Linked DNA regions of Mus musculus: region 2 is linked to region 1. Evidence: chromatin contacts called from public ChIA-PET data. All regions are on one chromosome and are shown on one strand. The core of a region is the stretch at or near the end of the contact, and the rest is flanking DNA. Distances in the headings are between cores, read along the strand shown.

The links. ChIA-PET counts read pairs in DNA pulled down with a chosen protein or histone mark.
Region 2: an RNA polymerase II ChIA-PET map of memory CD8 T cells shows a contact between it and region 1, with 224 read pairs. The contact joins two enhancer-like sites. A contact is called at or near these places in 11 of 39 promoter capture datasets (the C10 cell line, cranial neural crest, embryonic stem cells and 7 more), 11 of 484 Hi-C or Micro-C datasets (CD8 T cells, Th1 cells, bone marrow-derived macrophages and 7 more), 19 of 115 datasets of contacts at active chromatin or transcription factors (SST interneurons, bone marrow-derived macrophages, cardiomyocytes and 11 more) and 1 of 9 other capture datasets (embryonic stem cells).

Annotation. Positions count from the first base shown.
Region 1 is chr2:30,546,083-30,550,382 of GRCm38.p6, reverse strand. Gm31585 (a long non-coding RNA gene) reads right to left here. Exons shown (of 3, transcript XR_374225.3): 2 at 3,467-3,538; 3 at 2,539-2,905. Among named protein-coding and RNA genes, the nearest start is that of Gm31585, 3.7 kb to the right of the region's middle. Within about 2 kb of position 2,367, at least 72 of the 459 cell types and tissues checked have an H3K27ac peak or open chromatin away from gene starts, as enhancers often do. A contact at or near this core is called in memory CD8 T cells and regulatory T cells, where this site is marked.
Region 2 is chr2:30,725,592-30,729,891 of GRCm38.p6, reverse strand. No RefSeq gene overlaps it. Among named protein-coding and RNA genes, the nearest start is that of Gm39782, 4.0 kb to the right of the region's middle. Within about 2 kb of position 1,796, at least 13 of the 459 cell types and tissues checked have an H3K27ac peak or open chromatin away from gene starts, as enhancers often do. A contact at or near this core is called in memory CD8 T cells and regulatory T cells, where this site is marked.

The DNA of each region.
Region 1 (4,300 bases), core at 1,118-3,617:
ACTGACCGAAGCAATTTAAAGGACCAAGGGCGCATTTCAGCTCACAATCTGGGGTACAGTTCATCAGGTGGCAGGAGCTTGCAGCGGCTGGTCACATGGAGTCCATAATCAAAAACCACAGAAAGATGTGTGCTAGCACTCAGTTTGCTCTTTCTGGGCTCTACTATCTGGGAGTCCACGACCTAGGAAGTGGCTCCACCCATGGTCAGGATGACACCCATCTTCACATCTGTTAACACGGGACAGGCCAGAGGCCATCTCCCTTGAGGTTCTAGACTGTCAAGTTGACTATATAATAACCACCACACGTGGCCTAACTCTGGCTGTGCCCACCCTGTACCACAGGTCTCAGGCTCACCCTGGGCCATCACTGGCTAACCTTATGAATTTGCTGGGTGCTTCTCACACTCTCCCTGTCCCCATCTGTGAAGTGATGGAACTAAGGACCACTACACCCTTCTCACCGGCAAGTGAGATTCGGGCCCCCTTTTCCAGCAGTAACCCTGTATAAGCAGAGATTGAGACTGTGTCTCAAATACCTGCCTTTCTACAGCCATGGCTCATGGGAGGCCCGTGGGTGTAGCGATATTATTCCCTCTGGGTCTCAGTGGTGACACCATGGCCCAGTTTCTGCTTGTGAAGCATTTGTGTGTCTCGCACAGACCCTGAATCCAGAGTTTGACTTCTCTACCTTCTCTTCTTCCTCGGTCCCTTGCTTGTAGCAACAGCTAAACCACTTTCTAGGCTTCTGTGGGCCCAGTCCTGTAGAGACCATGGGACACATGGGGAAATAACACCTGGTTCTGAGATCCTATGACTAAGGTGGGTGTTTGCTCCCACAATGATGGGGCACAGCTCCAACCACCAGCAGGAGAGAATAGAACCCAGGGTGGAGGCTGCCAGAGTCTGAGAACACTCTGAAGGTTCATGCCCTGGGAGCCAAGGGCTCCACTGGCTTTGGCATCCTCGGCCTCTTCCTCTTCCTCCTCCATGGGCACTGGACATGTCTAGGCTGAGAGGATGAAGGAAGTACTGAAGACAGACAGAGTCCTGATGTTGTCCCACACTGGTCTAGCTTACAGGGAAGGACCTGGTGCTGCACAGAGAGATGACATTCCTTAGGACACAGAGGAAGTCAGTAGCTGAAAGGCCTTATGCAGTCTCCCGGCCTCACACCCAGCCCTTTGTCCACTGAGCAAATTTAAGATGCAGGGAGGGGCTGGAGAGGTTGCTCAGTGGTAGAACACTGGCTGCTTATGTCGAGGACCTGGCTTTGTTTCTCAGCACCCACATGGGGCTCAGAACGACCTGGAACTACAGTTCCAGGGGATCTGATGCCCTCTTCTGGCCTCTGAGGGCACCAGGCATCCATATGATACACAGACATACATGCAATCACACACTCGTAAAACAGAAACAAATCTTGAAAACAGAAGAGTCTGTTTGTCATGATAGTCAAAGTGCGGCATAGTGGACTGTGCCAGCAGAGGACTCCCACCCACTGGGAAAGACATCTCCACAAATCATGGTTGCTGGAAGAGGAAAGCCAGGGACAGGAAACAACCTGTGACTCTCAAGGCTGCAAGCACTGAGGAGGGGGGACTCATCTAGGAGCCAAACTCCTAGTCCCCCTGCCATGGGTCCTTAGAGCCAGGAGCACCCCTTATGGGACTGCCAGCCCATCAGCTCTTCACACCTGTCATCAGTTCCAGAAGAGAATGAAATGTCAGGCATGGGGAAGGGCAAGGGGCGGTGACTGCTTCACAGGTACAGAGCCTCACATTCGGGGACATGAGCCACTTCCCTTTCTTTTGACAATTTGATGTTAAAATTTTATAATCATAGCCAGGTGTTGTAGCAAACACCTTTAATCCCAGTGCTTGGGGTGCAGAGGCAGGCGGATCTCTGAGTTCTAGGCCAGCCTGGTCTACAGAGTGAGTTCCAGGACAGCCAGGGCTACACAGTGAAACTCTGTCCCAAAAGAAAAAAAAAAATTACAATCATTAAAATGTATCTGGAGAGGAGAGCACACGTCATACCACAGTCCCTGTGGAGAGGCCAGAGGACAACAAGCAGGAATGGTTTCTCTCCTTCCACCATGTGTGTTCCAGGGCCGGAATTCAGGTCCCAGGCTTGGCAGCAAGCACTTTTATCCACTGAGCCATCTAGTCAGCCCTTCAGTTCTTTTTATTTTGGTAAAATACACATAACACAAAAGTTACTCTTTGAGCCACATTGAGTCTGCAGTTCAAGGTGTTTAATCCACACTTGACTTTTTGAAAACAGAACCTCCTGCCTCCACATCCTGCCCAGGCAGGCCCGGGGAGGGCTGAGCAAGACAATCGCTTGGCTGAGCAGTGAGGAAAAGGAAACAGGAAGGGTCCGGAAGGAAGCGGCTTCCCAGCAGCCTGCTCAGCCCCACCCAAGTCCTGACCAGCCTCAGCCTCCTCCAGGAAGAGTCACCATGCCTCACCTCAACAACAGCTGGGGCTTGCCCCCACCCGCCCCCGCCCCCACCCCCGCCCGCCCCCGCCCCCTCCAAGCAGGAAGCATGAGAAACTTCCCTGGCCTCCACTCTAGTCAAAAGGCAGGTATGGTCAACTTGAAGAGTCCAAGGTTCTCATCCATAAAGTGGGGAGCAGGTGAGAGCTGGATTCCCCAGCCATTCTGAGAGCTTATGTAAAGCAAGCTTGGAGATGCTACCAAGCAGCTTCCGGTGCCAGCGGCATCCCGTGTCAACAGCTTCCGGTGTCAGCGGCTGCTAGCGATGTCACGTCACGGCTGTCATTCTGGCATCTTGTGTGTCCTGGCCGTGGGTCTCGTCAGCATCCCTAGACCAAGTCCTTGAGCTTCAGTAGAAATTCACAGGGTTCACCATGACTCTGGGACCAGCTCATGGCTAGCTCTGTGGCCAAACAAGACACAAGACTGTGAGGGACAAGAGGGGACAGGCAAGGCCTCTGTGCTCTGCCAGACTAATAAACAATAAGTACATTCAGGTGCTTGGGAAGGGTCAGTCAAGCTTCCTGGGGACATGAATGAAGGCGGACAGACAGAAAGATCCAGAGTGGAACCACCGGGCAAAGGCCAGGAGGTGACAAACACCGTGGAATATACAGGAAACAGGACGCAAAGGGAAAGGGTAGGAGAGGGAAGGGTCTGGGGGAGACCAGCGGGTGGGCAGATCAGGGTTTGTGTGTGGCCCAGCGCCATTTTGGCTTTCCTTGTAGGTAGAAGAGGCTGCAGGAATACTTTAGAGTGCTGGCCTATGGTCAGAGGAGACCTGAAGTGTGCAGGCACCACCTCAGGCAGGCATCGTGGGAGAAAGACTTGGAAGAGAAAGAGGCTTCTAAGTGGGTGGGGGGAGCTGGAGAGGTGAACTGGTTAGCAGAACAATGTCCCAAGCGTAACCCCTGGGGCACACAGATGGCTTGTTTCACAGCAGAGAGGAACAGAGGCAGCTCACCAGCCTTTGAGCCGGGGGTTTCTTCTAGTTCATCCGAGTGACTGAGGGACTCTGAGATGGGAAAGCAGGTAACTGAAGAGCAAGCAGGGCCAAAGATCAGGAAGGTAGTCAGGGGGTGGGCTCTCTGCTTGGAGAAAGGTAAGGAGGCTGACCCTTACACACACACACACACACACACACACACACACACACACACACACACGGGGGGGGGGGAACAGAAATAGAAAGAGACTGCAGAAAGAACCCACTGCTAACACACACATACAAGGGGGGGGGACAGAAACAGAAAGAGACTGCAGAAAGAACCCACTGCTAACACACACACACATACACACACAGAGACACACACAGACACACACACGAGAGAAAGAGAGAGAGAGAGGGGGGGGGAGATAGGTGGGGGGGTGGAAGAGACAGAAACAGAGACTGCAGAAAGAACCCACTGCTAACACACACACACAGACACACACGAGAGAGAGGGAGAAACAGACAGAGTGACTGCAGAAAGAACACAGTGCTAACACACACACACACACACACATGCATGCACAAGAGAGAGCCTGCAAAAGGAACCCAGTCCTCTCTCTCTCTCTCTCTCTCTCTCTCTCTCTCTTTCTCGTGTGTGTATGTGTGTGTGAGAGAGAGAGAGAGAGAGAGAGAAGCAGAGACAGAAATAGAGACTACAGAAGGAACCCAGTGCTAACACACACACATACACACACAAACACATACACACAAGAGAGAGAAGCAGAGACAGAGACATAGAGATTGCAGAAGGAACCCAGTGCAAACACACACACACACACACACACACACACACACACACACACACAC
Region 2 (4,300 bases), core at 547-3,046, 180 kb before region 1:
CCAGTCTAGAACTTCTACCGATAAACTCAACTAACTGTTAATGATGGAGATGAAGGTGACCCATTGCAGTAGCCCAAATGAAGACATCCTGCCAGGTCAGGAATCTGGCACCTTTTCTGTGTTTGCTGACAATTCAGATATTCTATTGTAAAAATCAAAGTCCCCTCACCCCCTACCCCCGGGATGGACAGATGGCTCAGCGTTTAAGAGCACTGATTGCTCTTCCAGAGGTCCTGAGCTCAATTCCCAGCAACCACATGGTGGCTCACAACCATTTGTAATGGGATCTGACACCCTCTCCTGGTGTGTCTGAAGGCAGTGACAGTGTATTCAAAGTCACTCCCCTCCCTGCCATTTTTCTACAACTCATTTCTACAAATGGGTTGTAAGCCATTATCATTTCTTTGTGTGTCTGTGTCTGTGTGTACACACGTGTATGCACAGGTGTATGCCCACCTGCATGTGGAGGCCACAGGACCGTAGGTGTCCTCCTCAGCAGTACTGTTCATCTCTTTGGGGCGGGGTCCCTCCCAAGCTGAGACTACACCACTAAGGCTGCCTGGCTGCCAGTGAGAGTCCCAGGATCTGCCTGCCTCTGCCTCCCCAGTGAGAGTCCCAGGATCTGCCTGCCTCTGCCTTCCCAGCACTGACTACAAACGTACATATCTGCAGCTGGCATTTCCACGTGAGTCTTTGTCCTAGTTTGCTTTTTATTGCTGTGATAAACACTGTCCTGACTAATTTTGTGTCAACCTGTCACAAACTAGAGTCATCTAAGAAGTGGGTTCCTCAATTGAGCAAAGTTTCCACAAGATTGGGCTGTAGGTAAGCCTGTAGGTTTGCCTGTAAGTTACTTTTTTTTTTTTTTTTTTTTTTTTTTTTGGTTTTTTTGAGACAGGGTTTCTCTGTGTAGCCCTGGCTGTCCTGGAACTCACTCTGTAGACCAGGCTGGCCTCGAACTCAGAAATCCGCCTGGCTCTGCCTCCCGAGTGCTGGGATTAAAGGTGTGTGCCACCACGCCCAGCTGTAGGTCACTTTCTTAATCAGTGATTTATAGGGAGATCCCAGGCTGTTGTAGGTGGGGTCACCTCTGGGCTGAAGGTGCTGTATTCTATAAGAAAGCAGTCTAAGTAAGCCATGAGGATCAAATCACTAAGCACCATCCCTCCATAGCTTCTGCATCAGTTTCTGCCTCCGGGATCCTGCCTTGGCTTCTCTCACTGGACAGTGTGATTCAGGATAAGGAAGCCAGATAAACCCTTTTCTCCCTGAGTTGGTTTTGGTCATGGTGTTTCACCATAGCAGTTGTGACCCTAAGACAAACACCATCAGCCGGGCGTGGTGGCACACGCCTTTAATCCCAGCACTCGGGGAGGCAGAGGCAGGAGGATTTCTGAGTTTGAGGTCAGCCTGGTCTACAAAGTGAGTGCCAGGACAGCCAGGGCTACATAGAGAAACCCTGTCTCGGAAAACAAAAAACAAAAAACCAGACAAACACCATCATCCAAAGAACCTCGGGGATGGAAAGGTTCACTTCTTCTTATGGTTTATAGCTCACCACGGAGGGAAGTCAGGGCAGGAACTCAAGGCAGAACCTGAGACAGGAACTCAAGTAGAAGCCACAAAGACTGGATGTCTCTCTGAAGTCCCAGTCTGGTGCTGGAGCCCTGGAGAGCTGCTGGTCTTGGTTGCAGCAACAGGATAGATGAGCTTGTCAGCAAGAGTGAACACAGGAAGGCAAAAAGCAAAGTTTCCTCTTCCGTGCCCTTTTATGTGGCTGCCACCAGAACGTGTGGCCTAGATTTAAGGTGATCTTCCTGCTTCAAACAATCGGATTTCGAAAACCCCTCTCAGGAGTGCCTAGTAGTTTGGGTTAGTTAATTCTAGACAGGTTGGCAGCCAAGATTAGCAAGGAAGTCCCCGACTCCAGCTAGAGACACCTCATCTGGCTGAGCGTGGCTCTCTTTCTTTGTATATAATCTCAGCCACATTTTAAAAGATTTTTAATTCTTAAAAATTACATGGATATGTGTGTCTGTGTGTCTGTGTGTGGGTATGTGCACGTGAACGCAGGTACCAGTAGAGACCAGAAAAGGGTGTTGAATGCCCGGGATCTGTAGATAGAGGCAGTTCTGAGCCACCCAGCGTGGATGCTGGATTCTAACTCAGGTAATCTGCAAGCAGCCAGGGCCCTTGACCACAGAGCAGAATCTCGTAGCCACACTTTAAATCCATGACAGAGTCTTCCCTCCTAGAGTGTGAGTTCTGTGAAGAAGAGAACAGCTCTTTTTTTTTTCTCCTCACCCCTGCAACACTCCTACTCCAGAATCTAAGTTCAGGGCAGTGTACCATGGATGTTTGTTGAATGACTTACTGACTTCATCTTATATAAACCAGCACTTGTGTTGATTGGAAGATGGGGGTGGGTGGGGGAGGCCAGAGGTGGACTGGACTCCAGAGTTTGCTTTCTTTGAGACATGGACTCACTATGCAGCCCTGGCTTGAACACACTTTATAGACCAGGCTGACCTCAAATTCACAGAGATCTGCCTGCCTCTGCCTCCTGAACAAACATTGGCATTAAAATCATGTACTATCATACCTGGCTTTTCCAGGGTTCTTTAGCCAAAGATTAGGGAGTGGCGCACCCTTGGCTGGCAACAAGCACGAAGATTCCAGGCAGAAATCAGCTTACTCACGTTTATTTAGTTGTTTGTTTGTTTGTTTGTTTGTTTGTTTATTATTTAGTGTTTCCAACCTGGGAACCAAGTAGGAGAGGGAACAGGGACCGTAGAAGGTATAGGTGCCAGTGTTCTTTCTTCTTACCCCTGCTTTCCTGAACTTGGGGCCCCATTAGTGGGTCAGCTCCAGGCAGAAGATGACAAACAACCTTCACGGTCCCTCCAGGGCCTCCTCTGAACACCAGAGCGCTGGCATGGCACATGTGTGTGCTTTAGTTGACACTTCTGTTGAGACCACTGTAGTTGTAAGAAAGGATACAAAAGCCAGGGGTGGCTGGAGCCTCTAACCAGTCATCCTTGCACCTGGGAGGTGGAGGCAGGGGGATCAGAGGTTGAAGGTCCTCCTCACATGTTGGGTGAATTCAATGACAGCCTGGGCTCAAAACACAAAAACAAAGTAGAAACATAATACAGAGAGAGACTGGGGGTGGGCCCCAGGGAGTGGGTATGGACAGCCCACTGACTGGCCTCAGGTCTCCTGTGTGACATGCTGTGTTCTGTGTTATATCTACATGTCACATTTATCTATCATTCATATGTATATGCATGGGTGTGGAACAGAAGAGAGTTTTGTGAGGCTGGCTCTCTCCTTCTACCTTGTTCACCTCAGGAATCCATCTCAGGCGATCCGGCTTGACCAGGAGCACCTTCATTTATTGGCTGCTCCATCTTGCTGGCCCCGATCTGTGCAGACTTCTGCTCTTCATCCCAGGCAAGGTCTAGAACGTTCTCATCACTCTAAGGATCCTTCTTGCTAGTCTTTATGGCTACAACACTTCCCTAGTACGCCATCACTCCTAGACAGCCAGAGGGTCCCTTGGTGACCCTGAACCTTCCCTCCAGTCTACAAACTCTGCTGAGCCCCTCAGACACACTGTGTTTCCAACCACTGCTGATGTGCCTGATGAGACCCACCCTAGTACGTGGCCCATCCAACGCCAGGCCCGAGTGGCCAGGGCCAGAGGATAACTTCAAGGAGACAAGAGTGATGAATAGGGAGGTGGCAGAGGCAGCTGGTGTCAGGTGCCTCCGGTTCTCCATCCGCTAGGATCTGTCTGGGGCGGGGGTTTCCGTCATTCCTCCATCCTTCCCATCCTCAGCCTTGTCTATTTCCTCAGCAGAGAAGCGGTGAAGGGCGGGGCACTGCCTGGAGAGCCCTGCCTGGTCAGTGTGAGGAAGTGTGGTTTCTGCGGAGGGTCTGCGTGGGAGCCCCGGGGTCGCCCTGGGTGAGTGGGGGAGGCTCACACCCAGCATCCATGAAGATGCAACGAGGCGACGTGCGAGGAGCAGTCAGCGAAGTGCCAGGCGTAGAGAGGCCGGGCGCGAGCGCCCGCGGCTCCATTTGGCAATGAATTATGTATGGCCTGCTGGCTGAGCGGGCTGGCGGGCTGCGGGCTGTGCTCTCCAGCAGGGGCGCGGCTCCCGGGGCTTGCAGCGCTCTTTGTCTCTCCTGAAGGGACCCAGCCAAGCTTTCTAAGTGGCGGCTAGGCCCTCAGGATGCCCATTTCTCAGATCGGACAACCAAGAACAAGAGCGCCAAGGGTCTCTGCGGCTACAGT